Regions from separate parts of the Zea mays genome. Here region 2 is linked to region 1. A link is a contact called in public Hi-C data. All regions are on one chromosome and are shown on one strand. Each heading gives the region's core, a stretch centred on a gene start, on an enhancer-like site or on the middle of the called end of the contact. The rest is flanking DNA. Distances are from core to core; before and after follow the strand shown.

What was found. Hi-C and Micro-C count contacts between places; a contact is called where the count stands out from the background.
Region 2: a contact with region 1 is called in a Hi-C map of tassel, with 4 times the contacts expected there. The contact joins the promoter of LOC100283858 here to the promoter of LOC100502266 in region 1. A contact is called at or near these places in 4 of 25 Hi-C or Micro-C datasets (ear, endosperm, leaf and 1 more).

Annotation. Positions count from the first base shown.
Region 1 is chr5:42,324,674-42,331,728 of Zm-B73-REFERENCE-NAM-5.0, reverse strand. LOC100502266 reads left to right here and starts at 3,060. Exons shown (of 8, transcript NM_001323891.1): 1 at 3,060-3,362.
Region 2 is chr5:42,663,926-42,670,980 of Zm-B73-REFERENCE-NAM-5.0, reverse strand. LOC100283858 (60S ribosomal protein L27) reads left to right here and starts at 4,346. Exons shown (of 1, transcript NM_001291614.1): 1 at 4,346-4,931. The coding sequence starts at 4,407. The coding sequence ends at 4,820.

The sequences.
Region 1 (7,055 bases), core at 1,811-4,310:
AGGGTTGCCCCTTGAGGTGCTTTTTGGAGTAGGACGGTGTTACCGACTGTAGCTCGATGGTTCGTGCCAGATGCACGAGAGACAGTAGACAATCTTGTACAGGTTCGGACCACTTTGAGATGCGTAACACCCTACGTCCTGATGTGGATCTTTTATGTGGTGGGTTACAAGGGAGTTCTCTAGTATGAGAGATGCTAGAGAGCTGAGTAGTGAGGTGTTTTTGAGGGGATGCCCCCTAGGCCTTATATACTCGACCATGGGGCGTTACATGCGGATGTGATAACAGCGTGTGCCTAAGTAATAGTGAACCGACTGAGCTTATCTTCCTATAATCCCACCGACTTATCGTCATTCAGTTCCGACGTCTGAGGATGTCGCGCGGGAGAGTCATGTCGTTGCTGTGGACGTCGTTCAATCCATTGGGTCGTCCGGGCTTGAGTTGATCCAATCTTGCGTCAATCCACTTTGCTAGACGTTCCTCCCCAGGCCCACGAAGGGATGGCCTCGCGAAATATTAGGCCCAAGGCCTTTCGCTAGGTCTTCTAGCCTTCTAGTGGACCCGGGGATATTTGTCCCCCACAAGGGGTCGCTGACGAGGAGGTCCCACGTGTCGGCGCAACCAGGTCACGGCGTGGGTGGGCTGGTGGTGTTGGGCAGCGCGATGAGGAGACTGGGCCGATAGTGGAATGGGCCCAAGCATGTAGGGTTCCTGTTTTTTTTTCTTTTTTTTCCTTCTATTTCAATTTCCCAAATTCAAATTCAATTACGAATGCAAATCAAATTCACATCTTTGTTTCAAATCTTAATGCACAATCAAAAGTAAAACTCCAAGATGAATGCATCATTTTAATTTTTTTATTTTAATTATTTCCTTCTCTTTATTTAGGCAAAGGCCTAAAATATGACATGCACACACATTATTTCTTTTTAAGGGAATAAAATTTCTAATGTAAATTATATATACTAAGAGCATCTCCAACAACGTGACCTATAAAAATGCCCTATAATTTGAAAATAAGTATATTTTATAAAATTTAGGGCACCAACAAAACACATCGCTCCAACAGTAAAGCCTCAAATCTAGATTATAGGGCAGCCCACTACGGTGTAGTATACTTGAGTCACTTGAGAGGGTGCCCTATAGTTTTTCACAAAAAAATATGAAATATGACACTGTTGGAGTAGTTTTTCCTGTGTAAAGCCCAATATTTCAATTTGAGGCACTAGTTTGAGGCATTGTTGGAGATGCTCTAAGAAATAATTTTACACAACCCTTTTATATGACCCATTTTATATCCTCCAACCAAGGATAATTTAGTGTCTTTTATTTAGTCTCTTATTAGAAACGTATTTAATTTGGGAGAAATTACTTTGGAGGTAAGTAAATCATTATGAAAAGGTCTCTTAAATTAGAATATTTGAAGACTTTTTCATACCTCTAAAATTGTGATTTTGAGGTGTTACAAGTAATACTCCTGGCACTAACGAAAACACAAATCAAGAATATTATCAATACTACTTGTCTACTTTGCGAAATAGAATTTCAAATGGGTGGTTCAGTGCCTTGATATACTGAATGGGAGATATATATAAGCCTTAATGACTGTATGATCACTGAACGTTCTCAAGCCATAAGTAAACGTAGAATGCCATTGCCTACTACTCTTATTACTACTCATGGTTAGCAAGTAGTAACCTAGTGGTATATTACATAATGTTTTATTGCTACACATATGCTACATATAAACTATTTTTTTGTTACACTAGCACCTCCTTAATTCCAGTCCTGCGTCCGCCGCTGAAAACACACGACGACTTTTGCTGACTTCCATATTTCTAGATACTTCGTAGAAGTTTGAACTCCCAAAAAAAATGCTAGTTAGACCTCAACATTCAACTAACACTTTGCACAAAAAAACTGGACATGCATGTATACATATGAAAAGATTGAGCATCCGAGAAAATTTCTTGACACTGGACAAATAATGCCTGTTGCCAGTATTTTAGCTTGTGCGCTAAAAAAAGGCACTGTTTGGAAAGTTTTTACTGCTATACACCGAGTTTAGGAGTACAACATAAATGGTTCCAAGTCACGTTTAGGACAAGTAAGCAATGCCGTTGGACATCACCAATAATCAGCGCAACGAATTGATTAGTGTACCTTAAATAACCGTGGCGCTAGAACCCGCCCGCGGAACATCCCCATCCATTCCACGAGCCATCATTCATTAATCGGAGATACTTGCTCATACAGTCATACCACGACCCAGCCTGAAAGCAAAGCGAGAAAGGAAAAAAAAGGCAGGGGGGGGGGGGGGGGGGGGGGGGGCAGTTGCCCTGCAGATTCTCCTTGCATTCCGTGTCCCTCCTAATCCTACCGTCCAAATTAATCCGCCGCTCCACTCCCCGGTCTCCACACACCACCCAAATTTCTTTTTTTTTCTTCCTCATCTCGTCTATGCATTAGCAGCCGACGCCATCCAAAAAAATAACCCATTAATTAATCAATAGGATAAATGATTTATTTATTTTGAGGAGATGATTAATTATCTATTATATTACCCCAGGAAAAAAGCACGTACTCATCTACGGCCCTTTTCCCCCACCGCACTTGATTATCCCTTCATGTTTTCACTTTTCAATAAAACCAGAATATTTTCTCATTCCTTGGGTGACAATATTTTTTTTATTATCCGGAGTGCTGTTCAGTTGACGTGTGAGTATGAATGAAAAAGAGATAGCAAAGGATATAATCGAGAAGAAAACAAGGGAAGTGAACTGGAGACGAACTCCAACCTGGTTCGACCGCACCGAGATGCGGACACGCAGTCGCCCACGCGCCCCCACCGGTTCGCACCGCCCCACGCCTACGCGCGCACGGGGGCTCGCCCCCGGCCCTCGCAGACAACTGGCTCCCACCAGACCCTGGCCCCACAATACAGTGAGATAAACCGTCGTGAGTGGGATTCGTTTGGTGCGCGTAGCGCGGGGGCAGTAGCCACGAGCTTGAGCGCTATAAATTCAGCCCCACCCCTGGCCTCCTGCCCTCACACCCACCCTTCCTCCTCCTCCCTCCTCTCTTTCTCTCACCAAGTCGTTCGTCACGCAGAGGACCGGACGCTCGTGAGAGGCGAGACGAGCAATCGAAAGCCGGAAGGAAGCCTAACCTCTCTTCCAAAGCCAAACCGAAAAGGGAAAAAAAGTATTGTCGAAGAGAAAAGGAAAAAAATAATAAAGGAACACAAGCAGCCCACCGGCGCATCACAGGGGAAGCAAACAGGGGAGAACCCTAGTCAACAGACGCCGCCGCCCTCCCTGGCTGGATCTGGCCGCCGTCTCCTCCGCCGCCCGACGATCGCCTGGTACGGAGATCCTACCCCCCAATCAGGACCATTAGGACTGCTGTGTCACAGTCTCACGGAACGGACGGATTGGAACGGAGCGGGATCCTTAGCGCGTCGCGTGCCCGCCGGGGTGGGTGAGACGCGGCGCGGTTAGTTAAGAGGACGGACTGATTTCCAATTTCATTTCTCCGGACTGCTTGGGATGCCGAATTCGCGCTTTTAGCGCAGCGAGGACACCTTTGTTTTTTAATTCTTCCGCGGGGTGATTATGCCAAATCTGAAAGCGGAATGGGATCAAGGCTATGGCCGGGTTGCCGAATCTACCAACTGTTACGGTGCGATCCTTACTTTATAGGAAGAATTTAGCGATATTTATTGATTCAAGGCAGGCTATAAATACAGTCCGTAGATCGAGGAAGGCAGAGGTAGTGTTATCTAGAAGGGAGTAGAAGTTAAGGCCCCTTTCCTCTGGAGTGAAATGTGCTGTTGGGATGGTCCTTCTGTTATTGCTCTGCTGTTCAGCTAACTTTCCTGCTGAGATTAACTTAAACCTAGTTTCTTCTAAGAGGTCGTATCCTGTGCAATCTGTTTCTCCAAGCGTGCAGTTACATGATTTAAGCCATCTAATGCATACCTTCAACCCGTCCCACCTCACCCTCTATCTCTTTAATCCTTGCTGGGTTAAACGTAAAATTATCTGTCACCATTAGATATGCGTTAGATGGCTAATTGCAAGCTTGCACAACTTAACAGATTGCGCAGCACACATCCACTTCTTCTATTGCTTTGACCTAGGGTTAACTGCTATCTAATGTTTCTGTTACTATCTTGTCATTTATTTATATATGCAGGGATACATTGTATCCTGTTTTAGTCAGGTCCTAAGTTAGATCAACATTAAACTGTTGATGCGTTTGTTTGAGATTAGGAACAGGTGTTGCCCATGGGTTTTGAATATTTCCTTAAGAAAATTACCCTTTTAGTCATGTTAGATTGCATCAGCTCGCAAGTAGAAGGCCGAAATATTCAGTATTCTCCTGTTCTTATGTGTCCTGTTTTTCAGTTACATCTACATCCACAGTTGTGATATAGCTGAAAGAAACTGTGCTAGAATTGGACTGGTTCTAGTTACATTTGTCAAAAGTGTATACTGTACATCCTGTGCTCTTGGCTTCCCATTCTGAGTACATGTGCACTATTACAGGTTGAGATGTTATTTGTTGGTCATACATATACACCATTTCTGTTTTAGTCTTTCTCTCTGGATCGCTCTGAATCATCTATATTTCGGTTTAGTCAATATAAGGAGATAATCAGCTATTTGTATTAGTTAGCTCTAAATCAGCCTTGAGTGGTTGGACAGTTATTTTTTCATGTTTTGCATTTAGAGATGCTGGAGTTCAGCTTATTCACTTTCTTAGCTTTTAATTTGGAGTATTAGCTATGTGTTCTGCTAATTTTGAGGGATGGTTTATGTTGTTTATTGGTAGCATATAGACTTGAATAACATGTAATACACTATTATTTGGACCATGTGCTTTGGGTGACAAGCTAAGCAACTGATGTTTTTTAATGTGTTCATACTTAATACTGTAGGATTATATGGAGTTGTCTTCCATTCATTTTTATCTTCCTTTCTAGAGCTTCTATTTGTTTGGAAAAATCATTTTATGTAGAATGGACTTAGCCAACCTCGATCCTCATATATGTAATCTATTTTCGTGCTGTTGCGAAAGCCAAAAGCTAACCAAAGGGATAAAGGGCTTGTTTGGTTCGCTGCCTAACTTGCCACAGTTTGCCTAATTTTTTCTGCCTAAGTTTAGTTCTTTAATTTGTCCGACTAACCTTAGGCAAGTTGTGGCGCAGTTAACCGAGAACCAAATAGGCCCAAAAAGCAAACTGCTTTGGGTCAAAAGCTGCTTTTGCTCTAGTACAAAACTCACAACACCTTTACCCTTGCTTTCACGTGCTTTTGGCTTCCAAATTTACCCATCTGCCATCGGTTATGAAAAATACTGATTCGTTTCCCTTTGTTCCTATCGCGTGAAAGAAAGGCATGTCCCTTCCCCAGTGTTGGTGTGGCTTCGGTGGTGGCCCCGACATGCGTGCGGCCCTACAACATGGCTTTGGCACATGCGTGACCCTTTTTGGCGCGAATGGTGGCCCTAGTGCATGCCCTTTCTTGGCATGTGGCCTCAACATGGGCGTGGCTCCGGCGGCAGCCCTAGCGTGGGGGTGCTACCATAGTTATTAAGGCGAGTAACACCTAAGCGGTAAGGCGATCGGGAGCAAGAAAGGCGTCCTGTTGCCTTGTTGCACGACTAAGGCGGGGGGAAGAGGCGGCGGCGGGGCGCAGGAAAGAGGTGGTGACGGGGCGCGGGTCGCGGCGGCGGCACGCAGGGCGGCTGTGGTGAGCGAGAAGCTGTGACGAAGAGGCAATTGTGCGTGGAAGGAGAACTGGCGGCTGCTGGCTTCGTGGAACAGTGAGGTTAACCTAATATCGTGGTGTTGGGCTGGACATAGTTGTTAAGGCATTCGTTAAGCGACGCTTAAGCGGTAAGGCACTGATTAGCAGCAAGGTGTCCTTGTCGCCTTAGACTGGAGAGTAAGCGGTGGCGTGCAGGGCTCTGGGAGGGTGCGACAGCGGCGTGGGGATAGGAAGAGAAAACTGCGGGAGAGGGAGGGAGAAGAACGGCAGCACTGGGGGAGAGGGAGAAAGAGGGGAGCGGCGGTGTGGGGGACAGAGGATAGAGAAGAGCGTCGGCGCCAGGGGAGAGGGAGAAAGAGAGAGCGGCGGTGTGGGGGAGACGCTTGCTGTGCGGACGGGCACCGGGTGGTGGCTAAGAGAGGGATATGAGACGTCTAGGTTAGGTCAAGTAGTGGGCTAGGAAACAGCAGGCCGGTGGCCCATATGTCTTTAACCCCTTTATTTTTTCTTATCTTTTTAGTTCTCTATAGAATCAGTGAGTCTATTAGTTATATATTTATTTATTTTTTCTAATCTTCTACTACTACCTATTAATTATGTTGTATTATAAGTCTATTATGTTGTCTTATGTTGAACTTGTACTCCTAATAGTACTATCATCCCTACCTATTTAAGACTATATTCCTATATTTATATATTAGTAAGGCGTCGCCTCGCCTTACTCCTTACCGCTTAAAAAGGTAAAAAGGGGGGCGACCGCTTTACCTTGCCTTACCGCCTTAACAACTATGGGGCTGGGCTAGGCTAATTGGTAATGGGCTTCTTTCTTTTCCCTTTTTTTTACTGTTTTTCTTTTCTACTAGACTAGAATGGGCCTACTAGGAGGCCATACAGCTGTGCTACTTGCTTATTAGCTTCTAATTAGTGATATGTAACTAATATTTGGTATAATTTTTATATTTATCTATATAATTAAGGCCTCGCCTCGCCTTACGCTTTACCGTTTAAAAGGTAAAAAGGGGGTCGATCGCCTTATCGCCTTACCGCTTTAATAACTATGGGTGCTGCATCGGTGAGTGGCCCTGCCCTGGTGTTGGTGTGGCCCTTCCCCATGCTCCCCGTCCTCGTGGCACCGCACGGTCGCTCCGGCGAGTAGCTCTGACTATAGGAGAAAGATGAAGATGTGAGTTTGACAAGTGAGTTTCTCTGGTAAGTGAGAGGCATTCAAGTGGATGACATGTGGGATCCTGTCTTTGTGGTGCCACATGGTCACTCCAGCGAGT
Region 2 (7,055 bases), core at 3,097-5,596, 340 kb before region 1:
CAGCCACGACATCACGCCAGCAGGGTGCCCAGATCTCTCCGGCTGCCACATTGGCATGTACCTAGGGCGCTAGCTCTCCCTCCGCTAGACACGTAGCACTCTGCTACACCCCCATTGTACACCTGGATCCTCTCCTTACGACTATAAAAGGAAGGACCAGGGCCTTCTCAGAGAAGGTTGGCCGCGCGGGACCGAGGACGGGACAGGCGCTCTCTTGGGGCCGCTCGCTTCCCTCACCCGCGTGGACGCTTGTAACCCCCCTACTGCAAGCGCACCTGACCTGGGCGCGGGACGAACACGAAGGCCGCGGGACTTACACCTCTCTCACGCTCGACTCCGGCCACCTCGCCTCTCCCCCCTTCGCGCTCGCCCACGCGCTCGACCCATCTGGGCTGGGGCACGCAACACACTCACTCGTCGGCTTAGGGACCCCCCTGTCTCGAAACGCCGACAGGTGTGTTTATTTTATATTGCGGGTCAAAATGGTTGATATCCATGCGTATAGATGGATTTGTATAGGTATGGGTTTCCATGGGTATTCACCAATCAGACTACCACCCTAATCAGTACCATTTTATTTCAGGTTTAGAGAAGTCTTTGATTTCTTTAGTCACACACAGCACACTATACTATACCATTTTATCAGTACCATTTTATTTGAAAATGTGACCAACTATAAAGTTGCATAACTTTTTGAGATCTATAAATTCTATTTAATAGTTTCTACATCCGAGGCCGTTTACAAAATTTGAAATTTAAATTTGAAAACTTCACACGAATTTTTCAATGATAAGATGATTTCAAATAAAAAAGTTGACAATTACAAAGTTTCATTATATTTCAAGACCTACAACTTTTATTTTTGTGGTTTTTCCATCCGAGGTAGTTTGAAAAATTCAAATTTTAAAATTCAAACATAATTTTGCATAACAAGATGATTTCAAATCAAAATATTGTCAACTATAAAGTTTCATAACTCTTCAATACCTACAACTTTCATGTTGGTGGTTTTTTTCTTTCGAGGTTGTTTTAAAAATTCAAATTTTATTTTTTTTTAAAATTCAGACATAGTTTTCGTTGACAATATGACTTCAAATGAAAAAGTTGTCAACTACAAACTTCTATAACTTTTCAAGATCTACAAAGTTTATTTTGGTTGTTTGATCATTTGTTCATCTCACTTGATAGTTCTAACAATATACACAAATTCTATACATATCTCTCGTAGTTCCATAAACTATGAGAGAGATATAGGTTTTATGAACAAATTTTTTTTTAGTTTGTCATATGAAGAAATGTTCAAAATATAAAATGTACATCATGATGAGTTATACAAATTTGTAGTTAAAAACCTTTTCATTTGAATTAATTTACTGCTTTAAATGTGATTTTTAAATTGTCTTTGCTTAGTGTTGGAAAAAAGCACTCGGCAAAGAGCTCTTTGCCGAGTGTTATATTTTTGACACTCGGCAAAGAAGCTCTTTGTCGAGTGTCAAAAAAACACTCGGCAAAGAGCTTCTTCACCGGGTGTTTTATTTTACCGATAGTTTTTTGTGTGGCACTCGGCAAAGAGCTTCTTTGCCGAGAGCCCGAAAAAAACACTCGACAAAGTATTTGGTACTCAGCAAAGAGAGAAATTCCGGTAGTGTCTGTCTTGTCGGCTCTATACAGGCTGTACAACTACTAATGCTACTACAGGCTGAACACAGGATAATTAAGCCACAGCACCACCACATGCCATTTAGTTATTTTACTCTAAGTTTTCTACTTCACGTTTAGCAAAGGCTTTTTTATGTATCTCCTTGTTAATTGAATTGTTAACTTTGTTTATTTTTCTTTTAAACATAGATGGATGAAGGATCTTTAACATATGTTTTTGTTATTCTCTCGAGATCTAAATGTTCATTGACCAAATTTGTCACTATATATGCAACTATGTTTTTGTATGTCACTGAAACTATCTATAAAATTATCACTGTGTATCAGTGTATGCAGTTGGCTTGATGTGAGACAATAAGCTAAACCCACGGGTTTTCCATGTGTTTCCATCCAATTACGAGTTGGTTTGAGATCAATAATGTTATTGGATGAGTTGAGTTTAACTTACTTCTAGTATTTTTGGTTAGGTGTGGGATGAATATCAAAGTAATTAGATTTGGGTATAGATGAGAGTGGATTGGATTTTCTGCCATTAGCAGGCCTAAGGCCGGTAGACGATGTGCAGATTGTGCTCCACGGGGTTACTTGTATATTCAACTCCCAGCGCCAGTGTAACGTAATAATTGGGCATCAAAATGCTACGTGAATGGCGACAGCAACACGCCAACACCTGTCGATCGTTGCTATACATCGTAGCCCAGGAGAGATCCAGCAGGCCGAGGCGCACCACTGCTACTGCTATTGAGCCAGCAGTGAGCACCGCTGCACAGGAGCAGGCCAAGGCACAATGCGGCTGACGGACATGGCTGTACCGCACTGCGCCACTGCCAGCCGGGTACCCGAACGTATTAGTATCCGAGTAGTTGCCGTGTAACACTGATTCCATATTCTACCCGTACCCGAAAGTTAAATATCAGGCTAGTACATGTATCCAACCCGACATAAAAATATATGTATCTGTATCCAAAAATTCGAGTAATTTTGGTACCCGTATCCGGTACCCGTCCCATTTTCACCCCTAGAGTGGACATGGGCACCGATGGATGATAGAGCGGTTGAGGCAGAAGACAAGAGACCATCCGAGGCGAGCCAAATACATCAGCGAGGCGTTTAGTGTGTCCTCGACAACGGCACCAGAGATGGGAGCCGACCAGGGCTGGAAACGAGCTAAGCCAAGCTCGGCTCGGCTCAGCTCGATGCGGCTCGATGATTGAATGGGCTCGACTCGGCTCGATATTGGCTCGCGAGCTAATTCCTAATACTGATTATTGCATTATTTAGTGAATTAACATTATATAAATTTGAAATATGGAATCATCATTCAATATTATGAGTAATTTAAATTATAAAGTGTAATATATTCGCCATTAAAGACTAAAAAAACAAGCTATTATCCATAAAATTATCTAATATTAATCATTATTCGGAATCAAACAATTTGGCGCGGCTCGCGAGTCGAAATGAGCCGGCTCAGCTCGACTCGCTGAAAAAATGAGCTCGAGAAATGGGCTCGGCTCGTTCGAGGCTCGTGAGTCGCTTCGAGCCGAGCCGAGCCGAGCCACTCTAAATTCGAGCCGACTCGTGAGCCTCGAGCTTATTTTTCAGCCCTAAAACCGACAACTAAATGATAAGGATTTTTAGGTGTAACGGCAGGGAGCGCACGTCCCTCATGGCTCCTGTTTCGTCGCCCGCTTCTATGGGGGTTCGAGCCTATCATATTTTTGTTGTCCTTGTTCGATCATATATGGATGGAAGCTTATCTCGAAAATTATTTGTTTATGAGATGCTGGAGGAGAGGAATGGATCTACATGCTTTGTGCATGACAAACGGGACAGTGGAAATGATGGAACAATGAAAACTTGTATTTTAGGCTACCTTCAATAGATCGCACATAAGGCCATACAAAAAAACTGTTGTTTGCATTGTAGACATTATTGTTTATTTAGTAAAGTTTGAAATATATACTACTGTATATTTCAATAGTTTAAACTTTGCAAAACTCACTTGACCAAATCATCCACACTCATAACAATAACTAAATCCACCAAACAAATTGCACCCAAATTTAACACCATTAAATTCAACGGTTCAGAACATTAGATAACTTAATATCTATTACTCACGTAAATCAAATAGACAATATTATTTGGATCATTCTTCATCCTCTCCCCGTGACCCCACCGCCATAGCCTCCCCCAGTCCCTCTTCTATTGTGACCCCGCCGGCCCCTCCCCCTCCTCTCACTCGTGTCACTGCCACCATCGACTTCTTTCCTCATCTGATCGAGATCGTAGTGTTAGAACAAACTATATGCTATAAGAAGATAAGATAGGAGATGACATAGTTGCCTCACACAACCTTAAGGAGTAGAGAAGAGATGAGACCGGTGTTGAGCTGCAGAGCTGGGGCACATGAAGGAATGCTGGGATGGAATTTGGACTGGCCGACTGGATCTTTTTCTGTACGACAAAGAAAAGCTACAGTAGTGCTCATGTTGGGCCTTGGGCCATTGACGACGAGCCTTACATCAGACCCAGAACTACTTCATCCCGCGCCCCCTGAAGCTCGAGCACGGCAGCACCGTCCGATCCTGGATCCAACAGCCGAAACCCACCCACCTGGAAACCCTAGCGCCGCCACACTATATAACCTTCTCTCTTCGCCGTGCTCCGATTTGACACACCTCCCAAACCCTACACTCCCGGCGGCGGCGGCGGCGGCGCAGCAGCGGCAGCAGCATCCGAAGATGGTGAAGTTCCTCAAGCCCGGCAAGGCCGTTATCCTCCTCCAGGGCCGCTTCGCCGGCAGGAAGGCAGTTATCGTGCGCGTGTTCGAGGAGGGCACCCGCGACCGCCCCTATGGCCACTGCCTCGTCGCAGGCCTCGCCAAGTACCCAAAGAAGGTGATCCGCAAGGACTCCGCCAAGAAGACTGCGAAGAAGTCGCGCGTCAAGTGCTTCATCAAGCTCGTCAACTTCACTCACCTCATGCCCACCCGCTACACCCTCGACGTCGATTTCAAGGATGTCGCCACCGGTGGGCCCGACGCACTCTCTACCCACGACAAGAAGGTCGCCGCCTGCAAGACGGCCAAAGCGCGCCTTGAGGAGAGGTTCAAGACCGGCAAGAACAGGTGGTTCTTTACCAAGCTCCGCTTCTAGATGCTCGGCCTCCCGAATAGTCCTGCTTTAGCTGTCGATTTGTTGTATCGGACACACTCCATCTCTGTTTTCGTATTACCATGAATATTTCGTGTTTAGTCCTGGGGCTCTCAGAGATAAATTTGCTAAGATATGCCGTTGTTGTGTTACATGTTTTCGTGATAGGTCTGGTTAAAATTTTGTTCTGTTTTACGGCTTGCGGGTTTCTTGTTGGTGCCAGACATTTGTGATGCATCTTGTTAGTAGTGTTTCATCAAGTATGCTCTTTTGTTTCTCCTGATGATCTGGTTAATTATGAAAAGTAGAAATGTAGCATAAGGTATACAAATATATTATGTATAAAACCATATTAGTTTAATTGATATATGTCTAAATTACGATTATTAGAATGAAATTCAATTTCATGTATTCAAAGGGGGTCTTAGCTGAATTGAGCTAGTGGCCCTGGGCTCTATGGAATTGTTGAATGTTCAATTTGTGTCTTTAGGATTAACTGTTTCATCAAGTAGATGACAACAAATATTGGCTACAATCTTATTTATCCTATTGATTAGTTTGTTAAACTTGTAATGTCGGGTTGATTGCGAATATTAAACTTCCATGGAAAATCATGCTTTACTTAGATGCTGTTTGACTCCCTGTCAAAGAATTTTTTTAATACTGTTCATACTGCCTTTCGGAGCTGGGTAGTCATTCCTTTCCAAATATTTTTGAGTAACATTAGGGAAAATTTGATACGTTCGAATCGAAGCGCTGTTGGCTATCACATTGGATGCTGCTTCATTCATTGTCTTGTAATTAATGGGCAGTTAGTTTTAGTTTCTCATTTGTTTGTTGATCATGCTTGTAGCCTCTTGTTATCTTTTATTTACTCGTGAAATAAAATACAACGGATCCTAAGAATTCTACTACCTTCGTTCCATTTTATAATTTGTTTGACTGGCTTTTCAAAAAAAATCGTAATTATTATTAATTTTTACTGTGATATCGTTTAGTATATAATATATTTTAAATATGGCTTTGAATTTTCCATTTTCTTGCAAAAAAATTGAATAAGATGAACCGGTCAATCTCGGTTCAAAAAGTCAAACGAATTATAAATTGTGACATGTGAGTAGAATAGAATATACCGTGGAGTAAAGCAAATAATTCATGTAACCTTCTGAGGCTGGGTATGTTTTAATGTTGCCTTTTTAAACAAACGTGTTAGGTGTTATTTCACCTAGAACCTCTTGTAATTTGGTACGCATTTTGATTGCTTTGGCACATTTTGCTGCTCGTTACTATTGTGTTGTTTGCTTTACAAGTTCAACATTGTCTTCCTGGTTACAATTTATCAATGCGTTTGGTACCAGTAAACCTTATTTTATAACTTAATTCGTGCACCTCAAAATCTTATTTGAACGGAATCTGGCATGAAAATGACCAAATCCCAGTTTCGAACCTATTTCAGAATGTATTTACCTACAGCTGAGATTTCTGCAGTTTCAGTCTTCGCGCGGGACAATAATTGGTTCCGTGAATTTCATCTTACTTTTTGGTCTTCGGAATTGTTGTACAGATAGTTCTATATCTTCTGTTGCTGTTCAAATCGTAACAGCAGGATAAAATATTCTGCTATATAAACTACTCTTGAACTGTATCCTGTTCCTCTGTGACAAGACATGAACAATGATCAATATTTCCAAGAAATGTATAATGGGAAGAGCGAGTGATCTAATTTAAAAAATTGAGGTTAAAATGGAGGAAAGGTAATAGTTGTGTGCGATTGGAATGTGGTTAAGAGGACCTTCAATAGTTTTTTTAAACTTTGCTTTAAATTTTTATTTGGAGAGTTATTTGGGTAAAAGTTATTTTCTATTTTTATTCTCATATTTTCTATATTTTATGTGAATCGTGTTGCGTTACCTTGCGAGAAAGACTATCAAGATCTATGGATCTCCCATTCTCCCTGGAGAACAAGACCACACCCCCATGCAAACCAAAAAAAATCTGTCACTCGGGTGAGACCTTGCTTTGCTTTCTATGAACAGGGTCAACCTGACGCCACCTTTCCTCACCTACCTGAATAAAATGAATTTCTCCTCCTTATAGTACGGTGGGTACTCAGCAAGAGGAGGAAAGATGCAAAGCTTAGCAAGGATAGGCTGAGAGTTTAAGAGGTTGGCATTTTGCATTTTAGTTGGTTAAACTTTTATTAACAACATCTATTTACTAAGTGTATGTATTTACCAA